3 separate regions of the Rattus norvegicus genome follow, and regions 1 and 2 are each linked to region 3. A link is a contact called in public Hi-C data. All regions are on one chromosome and are shown on one strand. The core of a region is the stretch at or near the end of the contact, and the rest is flanking DNA. Distances in the headings are between cores, read along the strand shown.

Region 1 (4,330 bases), core at 1,802-4,301, 39 kb after region 3:
GGGTATTCTACCTGCATGTATGTCTTTTTGCTATGTGTGTGTTTGGTACCTTCAGAGGTCAGAAGAGGGTGTCAGATTTCCTGGTGCTCCGGAACCCAGGCCCTCTGAAAGACTATTGACTATTGCGCTATCTTCCCAGGCTCCCTCCCTTAGCTTTTTTAACAGTGAGTGGGGTGTTACATAACCATTGTAAATACAGCTTGGGCGTGGTAGTCACTTAGGAGGTCAAGGCAGGAATATCATGAGGTTCAGACCAGTCATGGCTAAGTGGTGAGATCAGGACAACCTGGGTTTCATAGTGAGAGCTTGTCCTACAGAAAACAAGAGACACAAGACAACAGAGACACTGGTGGACAGAGAGTGCAAGTCAGAGGTAGAGCAGTGGTCAAGGCCCAGGCTCCACCCCTAGCGTGAAAAACAAAAGCTGGGCCTAGTGGTGCATACCAGATTCTAGAACCTAGGAACCTGAGGCAGGGGGATTTCCGTATTGAGGTTAGATGTAACACATGAGATGAAATCTCAAATCTATGGGTAGAATCTATAGGTAGAGTTAGGGAAGGGGAAATAAGATCAAAATATATTGTATAAAAATGTTTAAACTGAAAACTATATTCAACAAGTAACCAAGAAAGCCACATAGGTGCTCTGCTGATTTGGGACACCATAGTTTGATTGTTATTTGAAAAATAAACGAGACACAGGTTTCCTGACTCTGCTGTGTCACCGAGCTCACGGCAGCGTGGTACGGATGGGTATGTGGCATGTTTTAGGTTTTCTGGCTGTGTGTGACACTGACTGACAGCATACTGTGAGTTGTTTTTTAAAAGACATAATAACATTTGCATAATGCTGAGATGTAAAAATTCAATCACATGTCAGGATAGATTTTTATGAATTATTTTCTAAATAAAAGTTTTGGATTTTTAGTGAGTTAGGTCTTTCCTAGTTTCAGGCTAGGGAACTGTGAGTCTGTTCTGAAAGAGCTTATGTCTTCCTTTAGGTCTTTGTACCAGGCTTAGGTCATCGTGTACTGCTAGTTCAGTTTACTTTGCTGTCTGGCATTATTTGTATCATTTTAAGTGGTTAAATGACTTTTGCACATTATCAGGAAGGACCTTTTAGATATAACGTTGACATGAACATTATGCATACTGAATTACATTTCTGTGTAAAAAATAGAAATATTTTCATCTTTATGTACCAGGATCCCAGGGTCTTGCCAATCCCTTCTTGCCAAGATAACTGTGGAAATAGAGTCCACTTACTTATTAGTAAATAATGCCCTCCCCTCTCCTCTCCCAGCTGCACGCCAGTCTGTGCTACAGCGGCAGTGGTAGGCATTGTTCAGGAAGTGACCTTGGCTTGGATTAATCAAATTCAGCACACACAAAAAAGATTCTTGCTAACATGCTGACTTGATATAAAATTTTGTCGCATCCATTTTCCTGTGAAATGAGGCCATCCTGTAAAAAGAGAAGATTCTTCAAATTAAACATGCACTAACGGGCGCACCGGCTTCTGTAAGCCATGTTAAAAAGAACAAACTAGTTGTATTTTAAAATTAGACTTACAATCATAAGTTTATATCGTGTGGGTTCGGAAGTTATTAGTAGACAATTATTTGTATCATTTCTTTCAACTTGAAATTAGAATATCATTGACTTTATTTCCTGGTCTGGAACATGTATATCAAGTTGCACTGTAGAGATTCTGTGTAATGAAGACAGAATACTGTTCTCTGGGCCTCTGGTCACTGTGTAGCAAGTGAGGCATTATGTTTTGGTTTCAGATTGCATTTCAGAAATATCTGGTGTTTGATAATCTGGATAGAGCCCACTATCCTATATGCGATCGTTTTAGTAGCTGGTGGTGGTACCCATATAGATCTCCAATCTAAACTTGTAAAACTGCTAAAATTCAACCAGTTGGTATGTAAGTTGGCTTATCTATACATTAGGATTTAGTAAATCATCGGATAGGAGAGTTTGTACAGCTGTCTCCTCTTTGTCTTGGTGTGCTTCAAGGAATGGCGGCTCACACCTGTAATTCCAGGACTTTGAGGTTGGGTTAGGTGGATTGCTGCTGTTTTTCTGCCATTTGGGGCTATAGAGAGAGGTTGTCTTAAACTCCCTCCCATGACCACCCCTTAAAAAAAAACTATGCAAAAAAAACAGATAAAAACCAAAACTGAAACGACCCCAAATCACCATGCTGGCTTCAAGCTCTTGGGCTTCGGTGTCCTGCTTCCTTATTGCCCTGGGGAGGAAGAGGGAGGAGGGAAGTGTGGGGCGGGGAAGGGAGGCAGTGTGGTTTCTCCTGCCCTGCCCTCTTCAGTCCTGCTCACTGTTAGTACAGACTGCTGAGTGGAGTAGTGAATGGATTAGTGTATCGATTTTTTTCTTTTGCATCTGTAGGAAGTTTATATAAAAAGTGATCAGGAGGACAGCTCTGCAGAAGAAAGACTTTGCTTTTGAGTTTGTTCCACGCATGCACGGAGGGCTGTGCTGGGTCCTGGAGGGTTAGAGAGAACACAGGGAAACAAATGGCCCCTTAGATGCTCTCGCTGTGTTTCTGTAGACTCCTCTTGTGAGGATGGCGTACTGCAGTTGTATCAGTGACCCGAGGGAGCCAGAGCCTAAATACTGTAATTGACGGGCTTCATTTCTTCTTAAAGCATTTACAGGGAGCTAAACGGGCATCATGTCATATCATTTGTGGGTAGTTGGGAGATTTGAAGCCTCGTGGAGGAAAATCTTTTCTTAACCTGCCCTTGTTTGCTCTTTGTCTTTATGTCTATCGGTTGGTTTGGTCGATGCTCTAAGATAAAGAGACCCTGACTTGAAGGAGAAAATGGATACTTATCAAATCATTTTTCTGCTCAAACAGCAGTTTAAAGTGAATTAGTCACCTGAACTTAGGGTGTCCGCTGCCTTTTTTAACCTTTCCTTCTTAAGAGAAGCCCGGGAAGAACTGCAGCAGCAGTCCTGGTAGCCAGGGAGTTAACGCTCCCGCAGCCCGAGGGTCAGCGCAGTCTCTGTTTGCTGATTGGCTGCTAAAAGGTGAAATTGAAACCACTGTAAACTTTTGACCCTGTAGCAGTTCCTGTGGAAAGCCTTCTGCGGGTGGAGCCTGCTTACCTCCCACCCCCATTCCCACCCCCTTTGCCTGTATTTATTTTCTGTGATCCTGCAGGGCTCTACCCTGCTTTTCAGAGAGGGAGAGAGTGGGTGAGGCAGACGGGGAGAGGGGAGAAGGAGGGAGAGGGAGGAGCTGTAGAGCAGGCAGCTGCAAGTAGCTTGCTGACAAGCCCGCTGCTTTTCTGTAACTAGGTCCTCACTAACTTAAGCTGAGCCAAAGAGGTGAGGCCAGTTCATAGACCACAGGGCCACCAGGATTCTGTGCTTGCTTTTTCCTTGGTTGCTCAGATGCAGACTAGTGTGCCTCTGCAACTCAGTACTCTTTTGAGGTAGCGTCCCACCCTGTAGCTGGTTGGCCTGATGATGGAATTAAAGGCTTATGCCACCACACCCAGCATTTAAAAAAATTTTTTTTTCTTGTCCCCCTTTGAAGCTACATTTAGTCTGTTTTTGAACAAAATGCCTGGCATCCTTTCCTGGATGTGCTGAGCTAAGAACTTTTACTTTTAGTAACATTTCATGTGTCTCCTTTACGCATCCTGTCTTTTAGATGCCCAGCATGATGTAAGTATTATTGGAGTTGGCTTAGTGGGTAAAGAAACTTACTGCCAAGCCTGATGAGCTGCCCGGCTGAGGCCCCGCGGTAGAGGAGAGAGCAAATATCTGGAAGTTCTTCTCTGACCTCAGCATTTCTGTCATGGTGTGCACGGGCACACGCACAGGCACGCACTCGTGCACACATACATACGAATAAATAAAAACTTCCTTTAAACTGTGTTAATCTTGTCTGCCTTTTTTTGGGGGTAGGGGGTCCAAGATTGAACCTAGGTTTTTGTACATGTTGGCAAGCCCTCACAGTGATCTGTGTCTCCAACTCATAATTTATTTTCGAGAGAGGATTTGTCTACATAGCCCAGGCTGGTGTTGGACTAACTGTCTTCTGCCTTGGCCTTTCCAGTTTTTGGATTGCAGATGCATGTGACTGTGCTAGTCTCCTCTGCTTTTCAGTGTGAAGGACTAACAGGCATTCTGATTGTAAATCTAGGCAATATTTGCAGAAACTGCCTGATTTCATTAGTTATTTTTGGCAGAGATAAACAGTTTTGAATTTGTCTTAATTTTACATCTTCCCCCCAATTAATTAATTAATTTTTTATTTATTCACTTTATATCTCAAATTGCATCCCCTTTCT
Region 2 (4,422 bases), core at 1,340-3,839, 58 kb before region 3:
ACAGAGAGGGAAAGAATGGAGGGATGTAGAGAATAAAGGAAATTTGAAACCCAAAGGGGAAGCTTAGAAGAGATCTTCATGAGGTCAGCAGGCAGTAGCTATTCTGGGGTTGTTTGTCCTTCCCACCCTCTTCTTGGATCAGACCCGAGCCACACTGCATTTGGATGTTCTTCCTCTGCTGCTGGGCTGAGCTGAACTTGAACTGCTTCCGTTCTCCTTAAATATCCTTTCCTCTGAACAGGATGTTCCCGACCAGCCCAAGACACGGTGGCCCTGCTCGGCTGGGCTAACTTTAGTTTGCTATTTTCAGCCCGAATTTGCCCTCTGCAGATCATTCACACCGAGTGCCCTCTCCAGGTGGGGTGGCTCTTAGGTGAGATCAGCACCAGGATCGTGGGACACAGATGTCCAGTTGCAGCAGGACAATCAGCACGATCGTGTAATCCCAACACTCAGGAATCTGAGGCAGGAGGATGACCTTGGATTTGAGGCCAGATTAAATTACACAGTGGAGGGTTGGGGATTTAGCTCAGTGGTAGAGCGCTTGCCTAGCAAGCGCAAGGCCCTGGGTTCGGTTCCCAGCTCCGAAAAAAAAAAAAAAAAGGAATAAATTACACAGTGGGACTTTGTTTCAAAAAAGCTCGCAGGGACTGGTGAGATGGCTGAGAGGTTACACAGGCTGCTCTTCCAGAGAACCTGAGTTCAATGCCCAGCACCCATATGACAGCCCACAACCACCTGATTCTCCAGTCCCAGGGGATCCAACGCCCTCTTCTGGCCTCTGTGGGCACTGCAGGCATGTGTTTACATTTAGACCAACACGCACGCGCGCGTGCGGGCGCAAACACACACACACACACACACACACACACACACACACACTGGTAGCTCTTGCTTGTAATCCTAGCACTTGGGAAATACAGGCAGGAGGATCAGGAACATCAAAGCCAGCCTTAGATACATAGAGGTTTTGGGCTAGCCTGAGCTACATGAGAGCCTGCCTCAAAACAAAAGAAATTGGCTTGTGTAATTGAAGATGAAGGGGGAAATTTTGGCTTCAGACAGTGTGGGATCAAGGATCCTCTCCCTACATGGCTCCTCCAGCCGTGGGCTCGAAGCACGGCTGTTCAGGATTACTAGAGAACACAGCACCTATGTGTCAGCACTCCAGTGGCCACACACGCCTACCCTGAATCATGGCAGGGACACCATAGCCCTCTTGCTGACCAGACCTGACTTAGTCACCTGCTGACAAATATCCAACCCTGGCAGCTTTAATTTGTACTGTTTGGTGACTTCTGTGCTTCCCAAATTAATGTCACATCAAGTAGCTTTCGAAATGCCCCCAAATTGCACACCTCTGCCTCCTTACCCTTAAGTCTAACACATTCCACCCAAGCTGAGAGTCTGGAGGAAGCCATTTCTCTGAGGAAAATCAAGGCAGGAATGTAAGGGGGCCTGGTGAGGATGACAGATGTCTGTTAATCACACTGCAAGCTCACGTTGGTTAAAATGGTTCCAAAGAAGAAATACTATGGGTACATCATGTCCCCTACTAGCAAGCCCAGGGATCACCAAGTCCTCTGTTTAGTTCACCTGGGCTCCATCCTTATAAATGGACCTGGGCCAAGTGTGCAAGTGTAAAGTGGATAAAGTCTGAACGTTTATGTTCTCTGTAAACAAACTGTGTGTGTGTGTGTGAGTGTGTGTGTGCGTGCATGTGTGTGTGCGTGTGTGTGTGTGAGTGTGTGTGTGTGCGTGCATGTGTGTGTGTGTGAGAGATGTATTTGAGTGAGCATACATGTGGAGGTCAAAGGACAATTTTTAGGATTTAGGCTGGAAATCCACCAATGGGGCTCTGAGCATCTATTCAGGTCATCGGGCGTGGTTGCAAACACCTTTAACCAGTGAGCCTTCTTAATGGCCCTGCTCTGGGCTTCCCGGCTGTCCTGACTCCCGGGTACTGGGATTACAGATGTGTGCTATCAGCCTAGCTCTGCAAATTCAATCTCTTGGTCATTGTGCCTTTTCTGGCCTTCCTCATTTCTGTCACTGGATGACACAGCAAGAGAGTCCTCACCAGGTGTCTGCACCTTCCAGGCCCCAGAACCATAGAAAATAAGTGTGTTCACTCTCTCCTCTCCTTCCCTTCCTCTCCCTCCCCATCTCTTCTCCTCATTGTCCCCCTGCCCCGCTCTCTCATACACACACACACACACACACACACACACACACACACACACACACTATGTAGCCCTGGCCAGCTACAGAGCCAACAGGGACCAAAGTGAGGAGTTAACATTTTAAGAAAATGATTCTTTATTCTCGTGTCCCTGAATCTGCAGATGCAGGCCGGGCCTCTCTGTTTCCATCCGAAGGTGATCTGGGCTGACCTGAACATTCCTAATCCCCCTTGAGCTACAGGCTACCTGAAGGGCGTCTGTCCTTCTGAAGGTTACTGTGCAAGCTCCCAGGAACAAAGTCAAATCATGTGACTGGGGACTGTGGGCGGAGCTCAGTGGCTGAGCACTTGCCTAGCATGTGCAAGCCCTGGGTAGATGCCCAGCATCTAAAACCCTAAAGCCAAAACAAATGAACATCAGGAACTCTGGGAGCACGGGGCAGGCTCTGCTCACAGGGCATTTGTTAATAGCTCATGGGCCAAAGCAAGTCACACAGCCAAGCTCAACATGGGAGGGAGGTGCAGTGTGTTCTTTCCTCAGCTGGAGGCCCTGAGAGTTACTTGGCATTTACAGGTTTGGTTTTCTGGTGACTACACATACTGTTGGTGATATTCTGAAGATGCCCTCCATATCGGTAGACATACGTTTAATCTGTTCTAAAAAAAAAAAAGTAATGCATTTCATTTATTTATTTAGTGTGTGTATGTGCGCGTGCAATGGCTTCTGGGAGTATGCTCTCTCCTGTCTACCCTGTGGGTGCCATGGATTGAATTTAGGTCCTGAGGCTGGACAGCAAGTGCCCAATGAGAGGTCTCCTCAACCCTTGCTGTCCTTTCGAGAACTTGCATAAACGTCTTCAGTGTAGACACACTATGTCTTCAGTGTAGACACACTATGGTTCATACATCATCCCCTCCCAGGTGCTACAGCAGGGCTTTTTCTTCGAATAGCTCTGGGGCTGGAGAGGTCCCTCAGTTGGTGGAGTGTTTCCCTAGCAAGCGTCGAGTCCTAGGTTCAAACCCCAGCCTCATATAAACTGGATGTACTGGCCTGTCAATCATCCTAGCACTCTGAAGGAGGAGGCGGGAGCATCAGTTTAAGGTCACTGCCAGCTACATAGGGAGTTTGAGCAACCTGGGCTACATAAGACGGTCTCAGAAAGAAAAATTTGGGATGATCATCCTAATCCAAATGTCCCTATATGTTCTCATTTCTATCTTAAGGGTGGGCGAGCTGAGGCTTACAGCACAAACCCAGCAAGATACAAAGTAGCATAAATAAAGTTATATTGAAACTCAGCCAAACTCACTCATTTGTATAATATCAGAAGTTGCCTTCCCCCTATCCCAGGAGAATCAAGTCACAGGACACAGAAACCCTGTGGCCAAAAAAGACTAAGCTGCAGACCCTCTGGCCCTCAGAGGGAGAGTCTGTCAAACTCTGCTTCATAGCGTGGAACCCCCATTATGTTTTTGTTTTGGGGGATAGGGTCTCGCCATGTAGCCCCGTCTAACTGGGAACTTAGTATATAAAACAAGGTCATCTGCCTGCCTTTGCTTCCCCAGGGCCGGTATTAAAGGTGAATGGCAACACATATAGTTGTTAATATTGAATGGGAGTGAAGGGGTTAGACAGATTACTCAGTGGTAAAGAACACTGACTGCTTGCTTTTAATCCCAGCACTTGAGAGGCAGAGGTAGGTGACTCTCTTGAGTTCAAGGCCAGCCTGGTCTACAGAGTGAGTTCCAGGACAGCCAGGGCTACACAGAGAAACCCTGTCTCAAAAATGAAAATAAATAAAAATTTAAAAAAACCAATAAAATCCAAAAAGCACTGGTCGCTCTTCCAGAGGAAGTAGGTTTGATTCCCATCACTCCCCTGGTGGCTTACAGAACATCTGTAACACCAGTTCCATGGGAGCCAGTGACCTTTTCTGGCTTCCATGAATACTAGGCACACATGTGTTACATAGACATACATGAAGGCAAAACATTCATACCCATAAAGTAAGTAAAAATGGTTTTAAAATATACCTTAGGTGGGAGTATTGGCCCATGTCTTTAATCCCAGCACTTGGGGGGGCACAGGCAGGCAGACCTCTGTGAGTTCAAGGCCAGCCTGGACACATATTGAGCTCCAAGATATTCAGAGCTTTATAGTGAGATCCTGTCTCACCAAAACACAACAAAACTAAAAAAAATAAAAAAAATTAAAAAAAAAATAAAAAAAGGCCTGGAGA
Region 3 (4,440 bases), core at 11-2,510:
GGACCTCTGGAAGAGCAGTCAGTGCTCTTAACCAGTGAGCCATCTCTCCAGCCCCTCTATTATGAATTTTAAGATAGGATTTCCCTATGTACCCCTGGATGGCCTGGAACTGAGATCTGCCTGCCTCTGCTTCCTGTGCGTAGGGTGTGCATCACCAGACCCGGCTTGGGACTTGGCTGCTGTGTGACTAACTCCATGGGTGAAGAGTGGACACTTGCAGAACAGTGAAGCAGGAACTGCCATCGTGCAGGTGGGAAATCCTGGAGGTAACAGCAGAGAGTTAGGATAGAGTTAATCTTATTCACACCGAACACATTTTATACAGTTGTGCCCCAAGACATCTATTTTATCCCACTATCTCCAGATTCCTTTCCAAGTTCTTTTTATATAAGAATTATCCAAAAGCCCGGGATGCTACTGCATGCCTCTAATCTAGCACGAGGGAGGAAGAGGCAGCTGGGTTTTTGAGTTGGAGGGTAGCCTGGTCTACGTTTATTGCCTTTGACTTTGACCTTATTTATTTTGGTCAAACCTGCCCCCACCCCGGGTTGGCTTTAAAGTTTTGTTTCTTCTGTTTCTACCCTCGGAGGCATGGGGTCACTGGGATTGGCTTCATTGGTAGAGGCTGGTTCTGTAGAATGCTGCACGTTCTGCGTTTGTTTTTGTATCTTCCTATTCCGTTAGATTCAGGTCACTTATTTTGGTTTGCTTTAGCAAGTACATTACCTTGGTAGCTTTCTGCTCTATGCACCGCATCCTTTCAGGAGGCATGGGGTGACAGTTTGAGCCACTTCTTTTGGCACCAAGTTTAAGACGCACTTGGTTAAGGTGGTGTCTCTCAATTCTCCCCACTGTAACGCAAGCTGTTCTCTGGTTTCAATCCCGACACTCAGAGACCACATTGAGGACTGAACATCTTGTGACCCAAAACCCTTTCAAGTCAGTGACTTAGCAGGGATCCTACCTCGGGCCTCAGTTTGCTCGTCTGAAAAGTAAGGATGACGCCCCCTCAGCTACTCGTCTTGAGGAACGGTGCTTGGCGCACAATGAACACTCCATAGAGGTCAGGAATTCCAGGATGGAGACAGGCACACGGGAAATCGAACGCTGGACGCCCCCTTTAGCTCCAGGGGATGGGTAAGCTGGTGGCAACCCAGGCCTTGCGACCACGCCTCTTGCCTCGCGCAGGGCCCCCTGGGACCCGTAGTGCTGGGCGTGGCCGCGGGACTACAAATCCCGGCGGCCCCCGCGCCGCGGCTTCAGCGGCGGCTGCCTCAGCTCCTCAGAGCGCCGGCGGCGGCCTCGGCGGAGTCGGTGTCGGCGGCCGGGGCTGAGCTGTGAGTTTCCGATCGAGAACAGCGTTGGGGAAGATGGCGGCGAGCGGTGAGTGGAGAGAAAGGCAGCGGCGAGCAGCAGGCGAGGCCGGAGGCATGGCCTGAGGCGGGGGTCTTGGGGTCGCCAGCAACGCGCGGCGCAGACGACCGGGATCGGGCGGGCGGCGCTGGGCTCCGGGGCCCGTGCAGGGTCGCGAGGAGTTCGCGGCCGCGGCCTCTGCTGCTGGAGCTCCCCCCGGCGAATCTCGGGTCGGAGAAGCTCAGCGTAGCCTCCTCTTCCCGCCGGCGCCGCCCGGCGGGGCGGACGCGGGCGGCTCCTCGGGCAGGAGCTGCGGCTCCGCTGTGAGCGGGCGCGGCGGACACGGAGTCTGCTCTGCGCGCAGGGTGAGCGCGGGGTGTGTGCGTGGTGAGAGCGGGGTCTGTGGTGTGTGCGGGGTGTGTGGAATGGATGTGGAGTCTGGGATGTGCCAGGTATGTGGCGTGGCTCCTGAGTCTGCCAGGTGTGTGTGGTGGATGCAGGGTGAGTGCGGGGTCTGCAGGGTGGATGCAGGGCGGGTAAGATGAGTGCGGTGTGCGAGAGGTGTGTGCTAGTGTGCGCCGGGTGAGCGGAGATGTGAGGTATGAGTGCGAGGTCTGCGGTCTGTGTGGGGCGAGGACCCGTGTGGATGCGGGGTCCTCGTTGTGTCTAGGGTGGGTGCTTTGCGGATGAGGAGTTTGAGGTGTGTAGCGTGGATGCAGGCTCTGCTGTCTGTATGGGATGAGTGTGGGGTCTCCCCTCTGTGCGGCGTGGATACGTGCTCTGCGGTCTGGTATCCGCTATCATCGTGGTCGCTTTCATCTTACGAAATTCCCAGTCTAGGTTCGTTCATTGATTCTGTTTGCAATAGTTTAAATGAACCCGAGCCGCACAGCCTGCAAGAGAAGTGGGAGGCAGTGCTACTTCCTAGGCAGCTTGAGGGTGTCTAGGGTGGAAAAGTTAACCAGAAGAGCAGCCTGGAGAGGCCAGAGCATCTTAGGCCCACGGAACAGGAGCCCAGGACTCCACACTGTATGACCCGGAAGATTGGAGAGTGTCTTGAAGTCGAGAAACTTTTTTCCCCTCCCAAATGCGAAGACTTCCCTTTTTTGCAGTTTCTAAGTAGCGCTTCAAAGCCAACTTGTTTTTGTAATTAAGCTTGTGAGGTTAAAAAAAAAAAAAAAAAAAAAAGACCAGGAAGGAGAGCCATTCCCCTATCTGCTGCAGGGCAAGGTGGACCGAATAAGATGAGAGGTCCCGTATCAGGGTTTCTGTGGCCTGAGATTTAAACGCCTGCTGATCTCTGCAATGCCAAAGCCTTAACATTTGTTTCTGCAGGTTGGTGCTGGAGCCAAGGGTGTATCTTCAGCAAATACTGCTGTGGACTAACATGGCAGTGTAAACCTCTGAGTTTGTGAGAGGTTTGTTCTTCTAAAAAGTTAAATGACAATCAGTTATTCAGGATGGGTTTTTCCACTCAACTGAAAAGGTATGAAAACACAGAAAAAGGAATCTCTTCCACTCGGAACCCTCTCTGAGGTAACGACGGTTAGCATTTCTTGGAGTAAGTTTGGCTTTGGGACTTAAGACTTGAGTATTTTCATTAGAAACAAACCCCAGCTGCTGTATACTGAGAGCAGGAACAAGGAGGGGGGGTAGTGTTTTCTTCTTTTTGTTATTTAAAACTTGTAGGAGCGGGAGAGGTGGCTCAGTGCTTAAGAGCACTGATTGCTGCTCTACCAGAGGACCTGGAATTGACTCCCAGCTTCCTGCAACCATCTTTAGTGCCAGTTCCAGGGAATCGGTCGCCCCCTTCTGGCCTCTGTGGACATCAGGCACCCATCTGGCACTGATTTAAGCTTGATAGTTGTTAGGCCCTTGAATTTAGTGCTTCTGCTGTTTGCTGTGTTAAAACCCTTAAAGAAATAATAGTCTGTGGGATGTAGAACCCTGAGGCTTCCTTGTAAGAGGAAGCCTCTGTTTGTAACAGGTAAAGTGATACCAACCACTGTAGCTCCGGTGTCGCCGGAGGTAGCTTCCGGTTCTGAATTTAAATGAGCAGTAATCTAAACTGCCTGTGATCCCAAATTATGGGGTATTTTATATGTTGATAGAAAGACTTAATTGTCCAATCAGCATAAAAAAAAAACAAAACGGGGAATGACAGCTTTCGGCATTTAGAAAGAAGTACATTTTAGAGTTGGGGGACTCTAGGCAAAACGGGAGGCTCTAATTGTAAGCAGTTATGGAGGATGTTTCTATCAGGAAACATCCTTTAAAGAGGTCTTCAAAACACAAACTTCAGCATATAGTCAAGATTGTCTTTTTTTCTTTTAAGATTATTTTTTAAATATGTGAGCATTTTGCCTATATGTATGTGCGTCATGTGCACACTTACTGCTTAAAAGGTCAGATGAGGAACAGTGTCACATCCCTGGAACTGGAGTGAAGGATGCTTTGTGAGTAGGGCATAGTGTAGTATGCCTTTAATCTCAGGATTCTGGAGGCAGAAGCAGCTTTGAAGCCAGCCTGGTCTACAGAATGAATTCCAGGATAGCCAGTGAAAAACAGAAAACCCGTTTCAAAAAATGAAAATAAAGCAAACAAAACGTGTTTGTGAGCCACCTCGAGGGTGTTGGGAATCAAACGGAGGTGCTCTGCACAACCAGCCAGTGCTCTTAACCACTGAACTATATATCCAGTCCCCCAAATCTGCACGGATGGGTGTTTGAATGTTCGTTGGTTGGTGCACCACATCCGTGCCCCTGCCTGCTGTCTGTGGAGGCCAAAAGAGATTCCTTGGAACTGAGTTACTCCTTGGAACTGAGTTACAAGCAGTGAGCTGCCATGTATATGGTGAGATCTGAATCCTGACCCCCTGAACATGTAGCAAGTTCTCTCTCCACCAAGCCATCTCTCCAGCTCCTGTCTTAGGTGTTTTGAAATGGTCTCATTGCTCAGGCTGTTGTAGAATCCGGAGCTTATATTTCTCTGGTCGGTCTTGAACTCATGATCTGGCTGCCTCACCCTTGAGGTGCTGGGATTAGAGGTGTATGACACCTCAGGATAATTTATTACTTTTTGTCAGTC

Evidence for each region. A called contact is a pair of places that touch in the nucleus more often than the background predicts.
Region 1: a contact with region 3 is called in a Hi-C map of liver, with 1.9 times the contacts expected there. The contact joins the enhancer-like site here to the promoter of Ncoa3 in region 3. A contact is called at or near these places in 9 of 12 Hi-C or Micro-C datasets (Schwann cells, frontal cortex, kidney and 4 more) and 1 of 1 datasets of contacts at active chromatin or transcription factors (oligodendrocytes).
Region 2: a Hi-C map of liver shows a contact between it and region 3, with 2.4 times the contacts expected there. The contact joins the enhancer-like site here to the promoter of Ncoa3 in region 3. A contact is called at or near these places in 8 of 12 Hi-C or Micro-C datasets (Schwann cells, frontal cortex, kidney and 4 more).

Annotation. Positions count from the first base shown.
Region 1 is chr3:175,194,075-175,198,404 of GRCr8, forward strand. The region is part of intron 1 of Ncoa3 (nuclear receptor coactivator 3); the gene reads left to right. Among named protein-coding and RNA genes, the nearest start is that of Ncoa3, 38 kb to the left of the region's middle. Within about 2 kb of position 3,052, at least 81 of the 93 cell types and tissues checked have an H3K27ac peak or open chromatin away from gene starts, as enhancers often do. A contact at or near this core is called in Schwann cells, kidney, liver and 1 more, where this site is marked.
Region 2 is chr3:175,097,457-175,101,878 of GRCr8, forward strand. No RefSeq gene overlaps it. Among named protein-coding and RNA genes, the nearest start is that of Zmynd8, 53 kb to the left of the region's middle. Within about 2 kb of position 2,590, at least 22 of the 93 cell types and tissues checked have an H3K27ac peak or open chromatin away from gene starts, as enhancers often do. A contact at or near this core is called in kidney and liver, where this site is marked.
Region 3 is chr3:175,156,564-175,161,003 of GRCr8, forward strand. Ncoa3 (nuclear receptor coactivator 3) reads left to right here and starts at 1,261. Exons shown (of 23, transcript NM_053454.1): 1 at 1,261-1,383. It overlaps LOC100909912 (a long non-coding RNA gene), which reads right to left and starts at 1,192. Exons shown (of 3, transcript XR_352829.5): 1 at 965-1,192; 2 at 1-260.